Linked DNA regions of Ovis aries: all the other regions are linked to region 1. The links are chromatin contacts, called in public Hi-C maps. All regions are on one chromosome and are shown on one strand. The core of a region is the stretch at or near the end of the contact, and the rest is flanking DNA. Distances in the headings are between cores, read along the strand shown. Region 1 has its middle 120 kb from the start of DPYSL2. Region 2 holds the start of ADRA1A (adrenoceptor alpha 1A). Region 3 overlaps ADRA1A (adrenoceptor alpha 1A).

Region 1 (4,482 bases), core at 1,320-3,819:
CCTGGTCTCCTGAATTGGCAGTTGGGTTCTTTACTGCTGAGCCACCAGGGAAGCCTGCATGGGCATTAAGAGCTGATTTTATTAATTAGCAACTTCAGGGTCTCAGTCAAGGAACCCACACTTGGCTCCAAATATGTCCCAACATTTTCCCCTGCAGGGAGACCCCTGCCTGGCCTACATATGTCCCATCACCCCAGGCTGGTGTGTGCCTGTGGAACATAAAAACTGGTCCCTGGTGCTGGGATGTCCCTTACAGGATGTAAGAATCACCATGATTCAGAGACCTATGCCCTTCTTGGTGGTTTCCTCTCCTTGAGAAAAGCCACAGGACACGACAGTTAGCAGAGCTCCTTCTGTTTTAGTATTTGGAAGTTAACAATTCCTTTGTGTGTGCTTTGTCAAAGATAGACAACTATGTGAGGCTGGCTACTGATGATGGCATGGACCCAATGTGTTGAAACCACGAGACCGAGAATCCTGAACTCAGGCATTGTGCTGGCAGCGCCCTCTGGTGGACAAAAAGAATGCTGCCTCTTGGTCTCTCGAAAACTACTGAAAAATTGTAGTAGTGGTGGTGTTTAGCCGCTAAGCAATGTCCGACTCTTTTACCACCCCATGGACTGTAACCAGCCAGGCTCCTCTGTCCATGGGACTTCCTAGGCAAGAATACTGGAGTGGGTTGCTATTTCCTTTTCCATAGGGTTATCCCAACCGAGGGGACCCATTTCTCCTGATTTCTTTAGCTGTGAGACCCCCTGGGAAGCCCCAAAAATTGTGTTAAACCCATTTGATAACGTTAATAGAGTCAAGCATATTTTCTTGCTTTCCAAAATTAACTGGAAAGGTTGTTTAATGTTATTGATAATTTTTGTCTGGAGAATCACATGGACAGAGGAGCCTGGCTGGTCTATAGTCCATCGTGTTGCACAGACTCGGACACGAGTGAAGCGACTTAGCACACACGTATAGGTATATACATTTATAAAACTCATAATCTGTGTAATGAGGGCTTCCCTCCTAGCTCAGCTGGTAGATCATCTGCCGGCAATGCAGGAGATCCCGGGTTTGATTCCTGGGTCAGGAAGATCCGCTGGTGAAGGCAATGGCAACCCACTCCAGTATTCTTGCCTGGAGAATCCCATGGACAGAGGAGCCTAACAGGCTACAGTCCATGGGGTCGTAAGAGTCAGACCCAACTTAGCAACTAAAGCACCAAACCAGTGACAGGAGTGCAGGATTGAAAAGCAGACAGCTTGGGTTAGACTCTCAGCAAAGCTGCTTTCTACCTGTATAGCTTAGGCAGATTATTTTAAGTCTTTATGCTTCAGTATGCTACTCTCCAAAATATCTCATACCATGTTGTAATAATTAAATAGATCAATACATTCAAAGTACTTAGAACAGTGCCTAACATTAAATGAATGCTTATTTTTAATCTTGAAACATGCTGAGAAGTCAAGATTTCTTGGGATGACCCTGATAGTCCAGTGGCTAAGACTCCATGTTCCAATGCAGGGGGCCTGGGTTCAATCCCTGATCAAGAACTAGATATTGTTGCAGTGAAAAGGGAGAAAAAAAAGAATGAGTTTTTTTTCTTTCCCTTTCCTGAGAACAAAGACAATAAAGAGAATAGTGAGCAGGCCTGAACATTCCTAGTTTTCCTAACTTCGCATGTGCATAAAAAATAAACCAATTTCAATTACAAAAATTTATCCCAAAAGTTTCAATAAAATTCTTACAAATTGATATCAGCCCTCTGGTAAAAATAATAATAATATGCCTGAATTAATTGGATCATAGATCAAAAAGGAAAAATCAAATAATCACACCAATAGAATTTCTTACAGTCTGGCAACCATTCTTTACAAAAAAAGAGAATGCTTTCTAAAATAGGATTTAAAAAAATACGTTCCTAACGTGATAAAGAATATCTGTGTGAACAGAATATCTGTGTGAACAGCCATATTTGGTATGATTAAAATGTGTTCTAAATAATTTTAGCTCTGAGGGATTGTATGAGTAAATAAGTGTAGAAATGATACAGTGTCAAATAAGCCTGCACAATGACTAACCAAATAAAACAGGCTTTTATGTGTTTATGTGTATTCTAACTGTCCATATGTTCCATAGCCCTTTGACCCCGTAGGACACTGTTGACAGAGCATCTCTCCAGACTAGCATTTTATAGGAAGTCACTTTGGAAAATGTAGTAATGGTCTTTCCACATAATACAGAAAACAAAATAATAGTGTTACTGACTCCACTCTAATGTTGTCCTAAAATTTAGGTCAAAGTGTTCTCAGCCAACATGGGGGCAACCCAGGGATCGAATCTTTGTCTCCTGAGTCTCCTGCATTGGCAGACAAATTCTTCACCACTGAACCACCTGGGAAGCTGGCAGTGAACTGCTTTAGTGACAAAACAAATCTACACACCCACTTTGCTTTAATACGTAAAACTCTGCTAACTTGGAGTCATCCATTGATCTTTTCATGGGCAGAGTGCAGCCCATGCACTGGGGAGCTGGCCGAGTGCTTGTTCAGGAAGGGATTATTCACTGATTCAGTGTTGTATTCCATTCTCTGTGTGAGCTGTTTCAAGGGTTGGGGAACTCGCATTTGCAGAGCTCATGCGCTGCTGCCATCTATTGGAAAATCTGTGCAACCGGCTAGAGCTAAGTTTTAAATAGGCTTCCTTCCAAATTCCTCACCCAATATTTCGTCAGCCGAGATTATAGTCTTGTCACAGGCCTGCCATCCAGGAGGGAAAGAGAACAGCAAGAGCCGAAGGGCACTTATTAAAGTGGAAGTAAGCATTTAAAGGCAATCGAGTGAAGGACCATTTTAAGTAAAAACGTGAAAGAGAATGCCCACTCAAATGGGCCGAAGCAGAGTGGCCGAGCAGGGTGTGGAGAAGATGGAGAAGTGGGAATGAAGAAGAAGAGCAGTAACGATTCCAAAGAAGTACAGGAAGATTTTACATACCTGTGAGTTCCATCCTCAGAGCTCATTCACTAGTGCAACTTGTTTGCCAGTCCAACAAGGTTAGCCTAGGTACCCACCTAACGCAATTGGCTGTATAGTACTGTACCGGTATAGGTTTACAATACTTTTTACACACACACACAAAAAAAAAACCATAAAAATAAAGAGAACATTTTTAATCTTACAGTACAGTTCCTTGAAAAGTACAGTAGTCCAGTACAACAGCTGGCATACAGGGGGCTGGCATGGAGTGAACAGGCAAGAAGAGTTACTGACTGGAGGAGGGAGAGGAGATGGGAGGTGCGAGAGCTGAAGGGTCGTCACCAATAGGAAACAGAGGGCAAGCTGCGAGCCTGATGTTGATGGAACGCACGTTTGCATCTTTGAAAGTCAGCAACATGAGGGTTCGTGTGTAGGGGTTTACTGTAACCCTTTATGAACATCACAGCTGTCTAGACACCCATACAATTCAGTTAAATGTACACCTAACCTACACAATTGTTTGTCTCTATTCCACCATCAAGAAAAGTTAAAACTAAGAAAAACAGATGCAACAAAACAGTTATCTAGGAGAGTGATAATGGTAGCTGAGATACAAGCAAAGGAGCAGAAAAAGGGATCAGGTTTTCTTTTAAGGCAAAGATGTAGGGGAGAATGTTTAGTGAAGACGGGAGTTTATGGAATCATGTAAGTTTGTTGATCATGAAGTATATGTATATAGAGAGAGTTTGGAAGTGGGAGGCTTGGTCAAGGATAGAAGTTCAGAAGGACAACATGTAGGAAGATGAGGTGCAGTGAACTAGCTTTCCATAGTCCTGTGAAAAACTAACAGAAACCTCAGTTATACACAGTTGGGCCGCCAGAAGGGGGAGCTCTCATGCCCTGAGATAATCGCAGAGCCAACAAGAAGAAAAAAGACTTCTTTCCTGGCAAAGGCTCAGCCAATGAAAGCCATGGACTCTGTTTACTAGAGTCTCACAATTTCCTTTTCCTCGATCAAGCCGGAACTGGCACATAGCTTGCCCTGGTTGCAGACCCAGGGATGACCTAGAGGGCTGAGATGGGGAGGCGAAGGGTGAAGAGAGGCTCACGAGCGAGGGGATATATGTATACACATGGCTGATTCACTTTGTTGTACGGCAGCAACTAACACAACATTGTAAAGCAGCTATACTCCAATAAGAGTATCGCTAATGTTTGATCTGCCTGCAACGCAGGAGACCTGGGTCCCATCCCTCAGTCAGGAAGATCCCCTGGAGAGGAAATGGCAACCCACTCCTGTATTCTTGCCTAGAGAATCCCATGGACAGAGGAGCCTGGTGAGCTACAGTTAACGGGGTCACAAAGAGTCGGACATTCAGGTCATTAGGAAAGTTATAACCCTCTGGCCTCTGACACCTCCCGTGATACCAGAGGAGCATAATTAACATTGTGCTGGGACAGTGGATTTCCACCAAAACAAGAAGGAAGTTAGTTGCAAACCCTGAATGGCAATTCT
Region 2 (4,482 bases), core at 1,179-3,678, 190 kb before region 1:
TTCATCCTGGTCTCACAGGAGGGCAGGAACAGACCTTTACCACTTCACAGCCTACTCTGACCTCACTGCCCCTTCTCATGGATCTCACTGAACATCTTCTGGGGCATCCATGTCAACCATTCTTTAAGGAGATGAATAGTTTCCTATTAGCCAGTCTGTGATTGGCTACGGAAAGATTGGTTCTGAGAGTTAGTTTAGCAAATGTTGATGTTCACAGGTTTAGAAGCAGATTTGAAAGACCTACCTGGCACCATCCGGGGGCCAAGCTGGAAATAAAGAGCTGGCTCGGGTTTCTCTGTTGAGGGGGCTGGGATTGTAAGTATGCTTGTTAGTTAGGGATGGGAGATGGAGAGTTTCAGAGTCTTTGTACATTTTGACTCTACAGAGTTGAGCAATTTTTACTTGCTCTTCTTGATTATTCTATTTCCTTATCTACCATGGAACAGATCTTTCCAGAAAGCTTGCATTCATGCTAAAAAGTTAATGGATAAGAAACTAAACAGTAATGTAGTCCTCTGGTGGGTGGGATTTCTGAAGAACAGACCTTGTATACATATTGGATGATAAGATGTAGGAGTCTCAGGGAACTGATACAGCCTTTCCAACCCATCTCAGAGCAAGTGACTTAAGGATGAGAGCAAACCCAGATTTCCTGTCTCCTCTCACGTCTGCTTCTCCTTCAACACAGAATTCAGTTTATGAATAAAAAAGCCATTTGTGTATTTATTTTTAAAATAATATTAAAGTCAAGTCAAAAAATTAATCAAATAGTATTAAAGTCTAATTAAACATGATAAGTGTCAATTGTTGTTTGTTGTTGTTCAGCCTCTAAGTTGTGTCCAACTCTGCAACCTCATGGATTTTTAGTCTGCCAGGCTCCTCTGTCCATGGGATTCTCCAGGCAAGAATACTGGAGGGGGTTGCCATTTCCTTCTCCAGATAAGTGTCGGTACCACTCCTATAGATGTGGGGGTAGAATGGCATTGTTTTTAAGAAAGAGGTCATCTATACACTAGGTCTTGGATGAAGCAAAAAAATCCCTTCTCCCTGCTTCCTCCTCCCCTGATCTTCCTGAGGGCATTTCTATGAGATATTTTGAGGTATATTGCTATGATAAAAGCCTTCCAAACATTTCTCTTGAAAAAGGTAATAATAAACTTCTGTTAAGGGGAGGGAATTCAAGTACTTACCTCTCTGTTACTATTTAACAGAACCTACTATATTCTACAAACAGAGTGTCTTGCCTGAATCAATAAAAATGAAAGGAGGGGACTTAGGAGATGGGAATCAAGAATGGAGAAAATTCTGGCATTTCCCCAATATTCCAAAGCACAGATGACATTTATTCAACTGTAAGGTAAAAAGCACATGGGATTTATCAAAAAAAAAAAAAAAAGTGAATAAGACTGGCAATGTCAACTATTCGAGCTCTAATTATTCATTCATTAAGAAAATTAAAGAGAAGTAATACTCTTTTGTTGGGGGGGGGGAGGGGGGTGGTGGAGGGGGTCATAGTTCCCAGGTGACACCAGTGGTAGAGAATCTCCCTGCCAATACAGGAGACACAAGAGACATGGATTTGATTCCTGAGTCAGGAAGATCCCTGGGAGGAGGAAATAGCAACTCACTTCAGCACTCTTGCCTGGGAAATCCGATGGACAGAGTAGTCTGTCAGGCTACAGTCCATGGAGTGACAAAAGAGACACCACTTAGTGACTAGACAACAGCACTCTTTTAAAGGATATATTTTCTTATGGAAACTGGAAAATAATAAATAGCACTTTAAAAACACTAAGCTGTGTAAGAAACTGCAGTGGAACCAACATGCTTTCTTAATCCATTTATCTGCAGAAATGAGAAGTGAATCATATTTCAAAAGGTTTAGATATGCTCACTTTATTCTTCTGGAGTTATAATTTTATTACAATCAGATTTATTGAAACTTATCTGATTTTACATTCTTCTTAAAACATCTGCAAATAATATAATTCACCTGCATATTTGGCATAACAATATGCTTCTTTTCGATTTTAACAGAACCTAGTCCAAGCGTTAATTGAATCAAGCTGTTCAAAAGTAAATCTCCTGGGCATTTCTTTGAGCACATCATACGCACTGTAATACTTGTCTGGCAAATGTCTATTTTTCTTTATTTTTAAAATCAGGATCATGTAAAGAAGTTATTTACTACAAATAAAAAAATTCCTTCTCCCCGCTTCCTCCTCTCCTCTCACACACTTTCTTAAAGTAAAGCGAGAACCTAATTCACTCAAGGTAAAAGGCAAAAGCCAAAAATTAAAAAACAAAACAAAAAATCTAGTGGGCGCGTAGGGCCTATTACCGCCGAGTAATACGGTAACAGCAGGAGATTACGGTACTAGCCGGGGCTACTGACTGTGTTACGTCAGCGAGAGCCGCAAAGTTCCTTGCCAGTCTTTGCTGATGTAGGAGAGCTGAATATTAAAAGGGCGAAGGTGGAGTTACTGCTTGACTGTGTTTTTTTTTTTTTTTTCTTTTTCTCTTTTCTTTATTGTTAAAATCTCCAGGTAAAGCGTCTGTGAGCCAGGATCTTAAAGACGTCTCTGGTAAAGGGGTGAGTCAGAGGGTGCAAAACGACCGGGAACTGTTTGGTGGGAGAGACGGTCCCCTCTCCCCGCAGGGAGAAGGCAGCGGAGTTGCTCGGGGGACCGCCGGCCGCTCCACTTCTCTCGGCGCGCGCGCACCAGTGGCTCTGCATCCGCGCTCCAGGTGAGTGCGCTGCAGGGCCGGGCGGGTGAGGGCAAACCTCCCGGGGCCTTCAGGCGAGACCCTACTCCCACTTTCCCTAAGCTCCTGCTCCGTCTTTCACCCCCTTCCCCACCCCACCGCGTTTCCCTCTTGTATTCTGGGAACTTATCTCCTAGTTAACAAGTGTGTTTTTAACAGCGTATTTATCGCTCCGCGGGTAAGGGGAAACGGGTTTCTGCAGTTGCTTGCGTTCTGTTATCACCTGTGAGCTCTAGAACTTGGGATTTTCACGGAAGCCTTTGCTGAGGGAATCCCGCCTCGGGGCCCAGCCGCAAGGTGGGTCCCCATTCCCCCGCATTCCCACCGGAGTCCCTGTGGTCTGCTCGCAGCTATGGAAATCTACCTTTCTTACGCAGACGGTGACCCCCGACTCGGAAAATAAACACGAGGCGCCCCTGGCCGCCGGCTCGCGGACTTGATTTTTACGCCTACAAAATCCGCAGTGACTGCCGCCAGCAAAGCCCCTTAGGCTTAGCGATGCTCCCTGCTCCCACTCCTCCCCGGAACCCTCAGGGCCCTTCTGGGCGTGGCTAGAGGCTCGAGTCCTCCGGGACCCCTGAGCCTGTGGCTCGGAAAGGACTCTCGGACCTTTCCTAGAGTCGGGTTCAGCCCTCGTTGTGTCCCGAGGGCTTTGCTCTGGACCCGGCTTTCAGGCCGGCTTGGCTGGTCGACAGACCGGCGCGCTCCGCACGTTCAAGTGTGAATTCCTCTGGCGTGAGCTTGCGCGTGGCACTGCCTCTGCGGTCCCCGGGTCTCGGCGACTCCCTCTCCCAGGCCGCCCCCTCCAGGTGACTGCGAAGCAACCTGTCCAAGTGGCCACCGGGTAGATCCTCCGGGTTTCCATCAGCTTGGCTCGGTGCGGCATACCCTTCAGCCTCAAATCGCGCCACTCGGGCTAGATTTTAATTTCAAGCTAGACTTAAATTAATTTATTTTCAGATTTTAATTTCACGCCGGCCGTGCTGGAGCTTGGGGTGTGTTTGCCTCAGTCCTTGAACACCGCCAGAGGCCGCGAGGAGGAGCGCGCCAGGGCAGGTGCCCAGCGGCTGGGCACGGCTCGCGGTCCCCTCCCGCGCGCTGGGCTGCGGCAGGACGGGTCGCTTTGGGATCTGAGTCGGCGGGGCTCCCGGCCGGGTCAGACCCCGCGTCTAGCACGGCCTCGCTCCCCGAGGCGGCTGGCTTACACTCTGCATTTCTTTGCGCTCTTTCAGGACAACGCTGGCAAACTACTCTCCGCAGCCATCTCGCTCTTGGTGAACATTTCACAGCCGCGTTTCCCCTTGGCCTGCGCGATCTGTCATGAATGCAGCCACACCGAGTGTAACTGCGGGTGGGGAGAAGCGCCCAGATGCCAACGGTCCCCGCCTTTGAGAGTCGACGGCAGACCAGTACTTGCTTGTGGTTTGTTGGGGGGAGACTGAAGTTTTGAATTCCAATTATGTGCAGAATGCTCAAACTTCTCACTCGGACGGAGCGGACAGTGCAGGAAAGGGGACTCCCATAATTCTGGGATTGCGTTTTGCATCGCGTCTCCCTGAGTTCCGTGCTAAGGCTCGGATAGGGAGGGAGCCGGGGCCCCGGGCCAGCGCTACGGGTGGAGAGGGTCGGCTGGCAGCTCCGCGCGCCCCTGGCCATGTCGCCTTTAAAGCCCTACCCCTTTGCGTGGCCTACTGAGGGTTTCCCGGGCTGGCCGGA
Region 3 (4,482 bases), core at 726-3,225, 170 kb before region 1:
GAGTTCTCTGTGCTATATAGTAAGTCCTTATTAGTTTTCCATTTTAAATATAGTAGTGGGTATGTGTTAATCCCAATCTCCCAGTTTATCCCTCTCCCACTTACTCCCTAGTAATCATATGTTATTTTCTACACCTGTAACTCTATTTTTGTTTTGTAGATAAGTTCATTGGTACCCTTTCTTTGATTCTACATATAAGTGATATCACATGATATTTGTCTTTGTCTGACTTAGTATAGCACTCTCTAGGTCTACCCACATTGCTGTAAATAGCATTATTTTGGTCTTTTAACAGCTGTGTAATATTCCATTGTATATATGTACCACATCTTCTTTATCCATTCCTCTGTTGATGGACATTTAGGTTGCTTCCATGCTGACTGAGCAACTAACACTTTCTTTCTGGGCTTCCCTGGTGGTGCAGATGGTAAAGAATCTGCCTGCAGTGCAGGAAACCCAGATTCTTGGGATTTCCCAGGCAAGAATAGTGAAGTGGGTTGCCATTCCCTTCTCCAGGGGATCTTCTCAACCCAGGGATCGAATCTGGGTCTCCTGCACTGCAGGCAGATTCTTTACTATCTGTACCACCAGGGAAGCCCAGAAAGAAAGTGTTAGTTGCTCAGTCAGCATGGAAGCAACCTAAATGTCCATCAACAAAAGAATGGATAAAGAAGATGTGGTACATATATACAATGGAATATTACACAGCCATTAAAAGACCAAAATGATGCCATTTGCAGCAATGTGGATAGACCTAGAGATTGCTATACTAAGACAGAGAAAGACAAATATCATGTGATATTCCTTATATGTGGAATCTAAAAAAAGGGTACCAATGAACTTATATACAAAACAAAAATAGCTCCAGTCCATGGGATCTCAACGAGTCAGACATGACTAAGCAACTACTAACTGGATATTGTAAATAGTGCTGCAGTGAACTTTGAGGTGCGTGTATCTTTTTGAGTTATGGTTTTCTCAGGGTATATGCCCAGTAGTGGGATTGCTAGATCATATGATAAATCTATTTTCAGGCTTTTAAGGAACCTCCGTTCTGTTCTTCATAGTGACTATACTATTTTACATGCCCACCAGCAATGTAGGAAGATTCTCTTTCCTCCACACCCTCTCTAGCATTTATTATTTGTAGATTTCTTTGATGGTGACGATTCTGACCAATGTGAAGTGATACCTTATTGTGGTTTTGATTTGCTTTTCTCTAATAATTAGTGATGTTGAGCATCATTTCCTGTGCTTTTTAACCATTTGTTTTCTTTGAAGAGATATCTATTTTGGTTCTTCTGCCCATTTCTTGATTGATTTGTTTGTTTTTGTGATATTGAGCTGCACAAGCTCTTTGTATATTTTGGCAATTAATCCCATGTTGGTTGCTTCATTTGCAAATATTTTCTCCCATTCTGAGAGTTGTCTTTTCATTTTGTTCCCTGTCACTGTTTTGAAAGTGAAGTTTTATGCCTGAAAATCTCTGATTCCTCAGATCAATCTCATCTACTGAACAGCTGAATCTTTTCACATAAACAGTAATTCTCTTTTTGTTCAGCCTCACGAGGGTGAGGCTCTGTTTGGAATTGGTTGGGTCCCAGTCCAAACCTTTCAGACTCAGATTAAGGGACTTTCAGGTGGTGCTAGTGGTAAAGAACCTGCCTGCCAATACAGGAGACATAAGAAATAAAGTTCAATCCCTGGGTCGGGAAGATCCCCTGAAGGAAATGGCAGCCCACTCCAGTATTCTTGCCTGGAGAATCCTATGGACTGAGGAGCCTGGTGGGCTACAGTCCATGGGGTCACAAAGAGTCGGACATGACTGAAGCCACTCCACATGCACATGAGGGGCAAAGGAAAAGAATTGTCTTTGTTGTAGTTCACATTTGCCAGACTCTTGCTCTGTTTATCCACAGGGAGCAGAGGAGACAGAAGGGCCAGTGTTCACTTTTGCCCAGCAGAGGTCAAGAGTCCTTGTCCTGTTTGGTTGACACAGTGAGTGCCATGGCCTCTCCTCCATGTGGCATGACCGGCTCCCTGGGATCAATGTCCCAAGAGCCTCCCTTTAGTTGTTGGCTGGCCTTGATGGGAAAACGGAGAGATTTCCCATCTTGTGAGGACCTCAGCATCAGTACTCTAATTAAACACTCAAGTGCAGTTGACATCTATCTTTGAAAAGCTACCCTGACTCTGCCTAGGTCTCCAGGATCTACTATTCCAAGCTTCTGGGGTTGTCACCCAGCAGCAACTGGGAGCCATCTTCCCTTCAACCTGTTTTTTGAGATAAACTGAGGACTCCATCCTTCAGTCAGGCTGGTGGCGACCAAACTAGTTTCCAGAAATCTCTCAGAGGTTCTGCCTTATGTGTATGACCCTTTCTTAGTGTTTTCAGTAGTGATGCAAAAATTCACCTATTTGTGTATTGTTTTAGATTTTTTAAAATATTTATTTATTTGACTGCGTTGAATCTTAATTGTGCCACACAGGCTCTTGGATTTATAAAGAATTTAGAAAGGGGGTTCATTGTGAGCCACATATCCCTGCCTCAGCCCTGGCACCTTTTCAGGTTGATATTGAATTGTGCAGCAGAAATGAAAATCAATGGACCTGTGATCATTTCCTTTGGTTTCATGTAAGTTTGTGGTTCAAGGCAGAGCAGTCAGAGGGAGATACCCATGGGGTCAGGCAGGGGCGGAGTCTGTGTAGGTCAGCAGGCTGAGCTTTCACTTTATCACAAGAGGAGGAGATGAAATCATGTGAAGGGCTCTTGTCTGTGTGTGTGTGCTGTCAACTCAGTCGTGTCCAATTCTTTGCAATCCCATGGACTGTAGCCCACCAGGTTCCTCTGTCCATGGAAATTCTCCAGGCAAGAATAGTAAAGTGGGTTGCCATGTCCTTCTCCAGGAGATCTTCCCAACCCAGGGATCAAACCTATGTCTCCTACATTGTCAGGTGGATTCTGTAACACTAGCGCCACCTAGGAAGCAAGAAATGGAGTTTATGTAAGGGATATGAAGAGTGCTTGCCATAGGCAGTTCAAGATGTTGGAATAGAACACCATAGACCAGGTGTCTTAAACAACAGATATTTACATCTTACAGTTTTGAAGACTGGGAAATTCGAGATCAGGGTGCACCATAGTCAGGTTCTCCTGAGGGCCCTCATCCTGGTTCACTGACAGCCAGGTTCTTGCTCTGTCTCGCAGGACAGAGGGCAAGCTGGCTCTGGTCCCTTCAATTCCTTTTAAGAACCCGGATCCCATCACAGGAGCTCCACCCTCATGACCTTATCCAAACCTAGTTACTCCCAAAGTGGAGGCCCCACCTCCAAATGCCATCACAGTGAGGGTTAGGGCTTCAACAGATGAAGTTGAGGGGAGGGAAAGGACACAAGGATTCAATCCATGTTAGAGGTGCGTGTGGCCACTTCCTGACTCTAGTTGAATTTCTAGAACAAGCCTGTAAGCTAGAAGCCACTGGGCTCATGTAGAGAAGTAGAAGCCAAGGCATGGCAGGGAGGAAGTGACCTCTCACTGGAGTTGTCTGGCTGCCCTCCTGGAATAGAGGAAAGCGCTCTGCCATGAGTTTAAAAGCCCTGGGTTCCATCTCCTCATCTGTAGAAAATGGGGCTTGCATGGAACCAGTAGCTTTCTAGCTCCTCAGCTTCACAATTCCTGGTTCCAATGAAATCCTTCTCAGACACCCAAGATATAAAATGGTTAAAAGTGGCACTGAGCCCATGAAAGTGGTCAGGGGACCCCGGGTCCTGGATGCTGAACCCTCACCTTCCCACCAGGAGTGGCCGGTGGGGTGTCTGGAGTACTAATTGCTCTCTGTTCTAATGGATCTGATTCCAGGCTCAGTAAATGGTATCAGAAGAAGTTCTGGAAAGAGTTCAGTCTGCATTTTCAAACGAGCAGGAGGGAAAGTTGACAAAGGGCACATCAGCTGTCATTATTCTGGAATGCTGGCAGAGCCGTCCTCTTTGCCCAAAAAGGGTTTGAGAAGAGAACATTGCACGCTAACTTTGTTTCTTTTTTTTTTTATGCTCTCCGCATTTAGCTTATCGTCGGGGCGTTTAGTTGCCAGTGAGAAGCCTGCTGTTTACAAATTGGCTCTGTGGTTTGAGCCAATGTGATGAGAAATGTTTTAAAGGTTACCTGCCATCTGCAGTCATTCACTTTGTAAAATGATTTCACTGTCATCATAACTGAACGACAATCTCAGAAATGGACTTTTTCCCAAAGGAAACTCTAGGAGCGGACAGAACCTCAGAGTAACAAATTACTCCTAAAGAAGTTATTGGAGAAGGAAATGTCAACCCATTCTAGTATTCTTGACTGGGAAATCCCATGGACAGAGGAACCTGGCAGGCTACAGTCCATGGGGTCCCAAAATAGTCAGATGTGACATAGCAGCTAAACAACAGTGAAGTTACAGCAGTTGTTCTCAACCAGAGGTGATTTTGACTCCCAGGAAA

What was found. Hi-C and Micro-C count contacts between places; a contact is called where the count stands out from the background.
Region 2: a Hi-C map of liver shows a contact between it and region 1, with 3 times the contacts expected there. The contact joins the promoter of ADRA1A here to the enhancer-like site in region 1. A contact is called at or near these places in 2 of 16 Hi-C or Micro-C datasets (liver and tail adipose tissue).
Region 3: a contact with region 1 is called in a Hi-C map of liver, with 6 times the contacts expected there. The contact joins two enhancer-like sites. A contact is called at or near these places in 2 of 16 Hi-C or Micro-C datasets (liver and mixed tissues).

Annotation. Positions count from the first base shown.
Region 1 is chr2:39,044,987-39,049,468 of ARS-UI_Ramb_v3.0, forward strand. No RefSeq gene overlaps it. Among named protein-coding and RNA genes, the nearest start is that of DPYSL2, 120 kb to the right of the region's middle. Within about 2 kb of position 2,570, at least 6 of the 54 cell types and tissues checked have an H3K27ac peak or open chromatin away from gene starts, as enhancers often do. A contact at or near this core is called in liver, where this site is marked.
Region 2 is chr2:38,851,673-38,856,154 of ARS-UI_Ramb_v3.0, forward strand. ADRA1A (adrenoceptor alpha 1A) reads left to right here and starts at 2,429. Exons shown (of 4, transcript XM_042243118.2): 1 at 2,429-2,748; 2 at 3,999-4,482.
Region 3 is chr2:38,874,601-38,879,082 of ARS-UI_Ramb_v3.0, forward strand. All of the region lies in intron 2 of ADRA1A (adrenoceptor alpha 1A), which reads left to right. Among named protein-coding and RNA genes, the nearest start is that of ADRA1A, 23 kb to the left of the region's middle. Within about 2 kb of position 1,976, at least 1 of the 54 cell types and tissues checked has an H3K27ac peak or open chromatin away from gene starts, as enhancers often do. A contact at or near this core is called in liver, where this site is marked.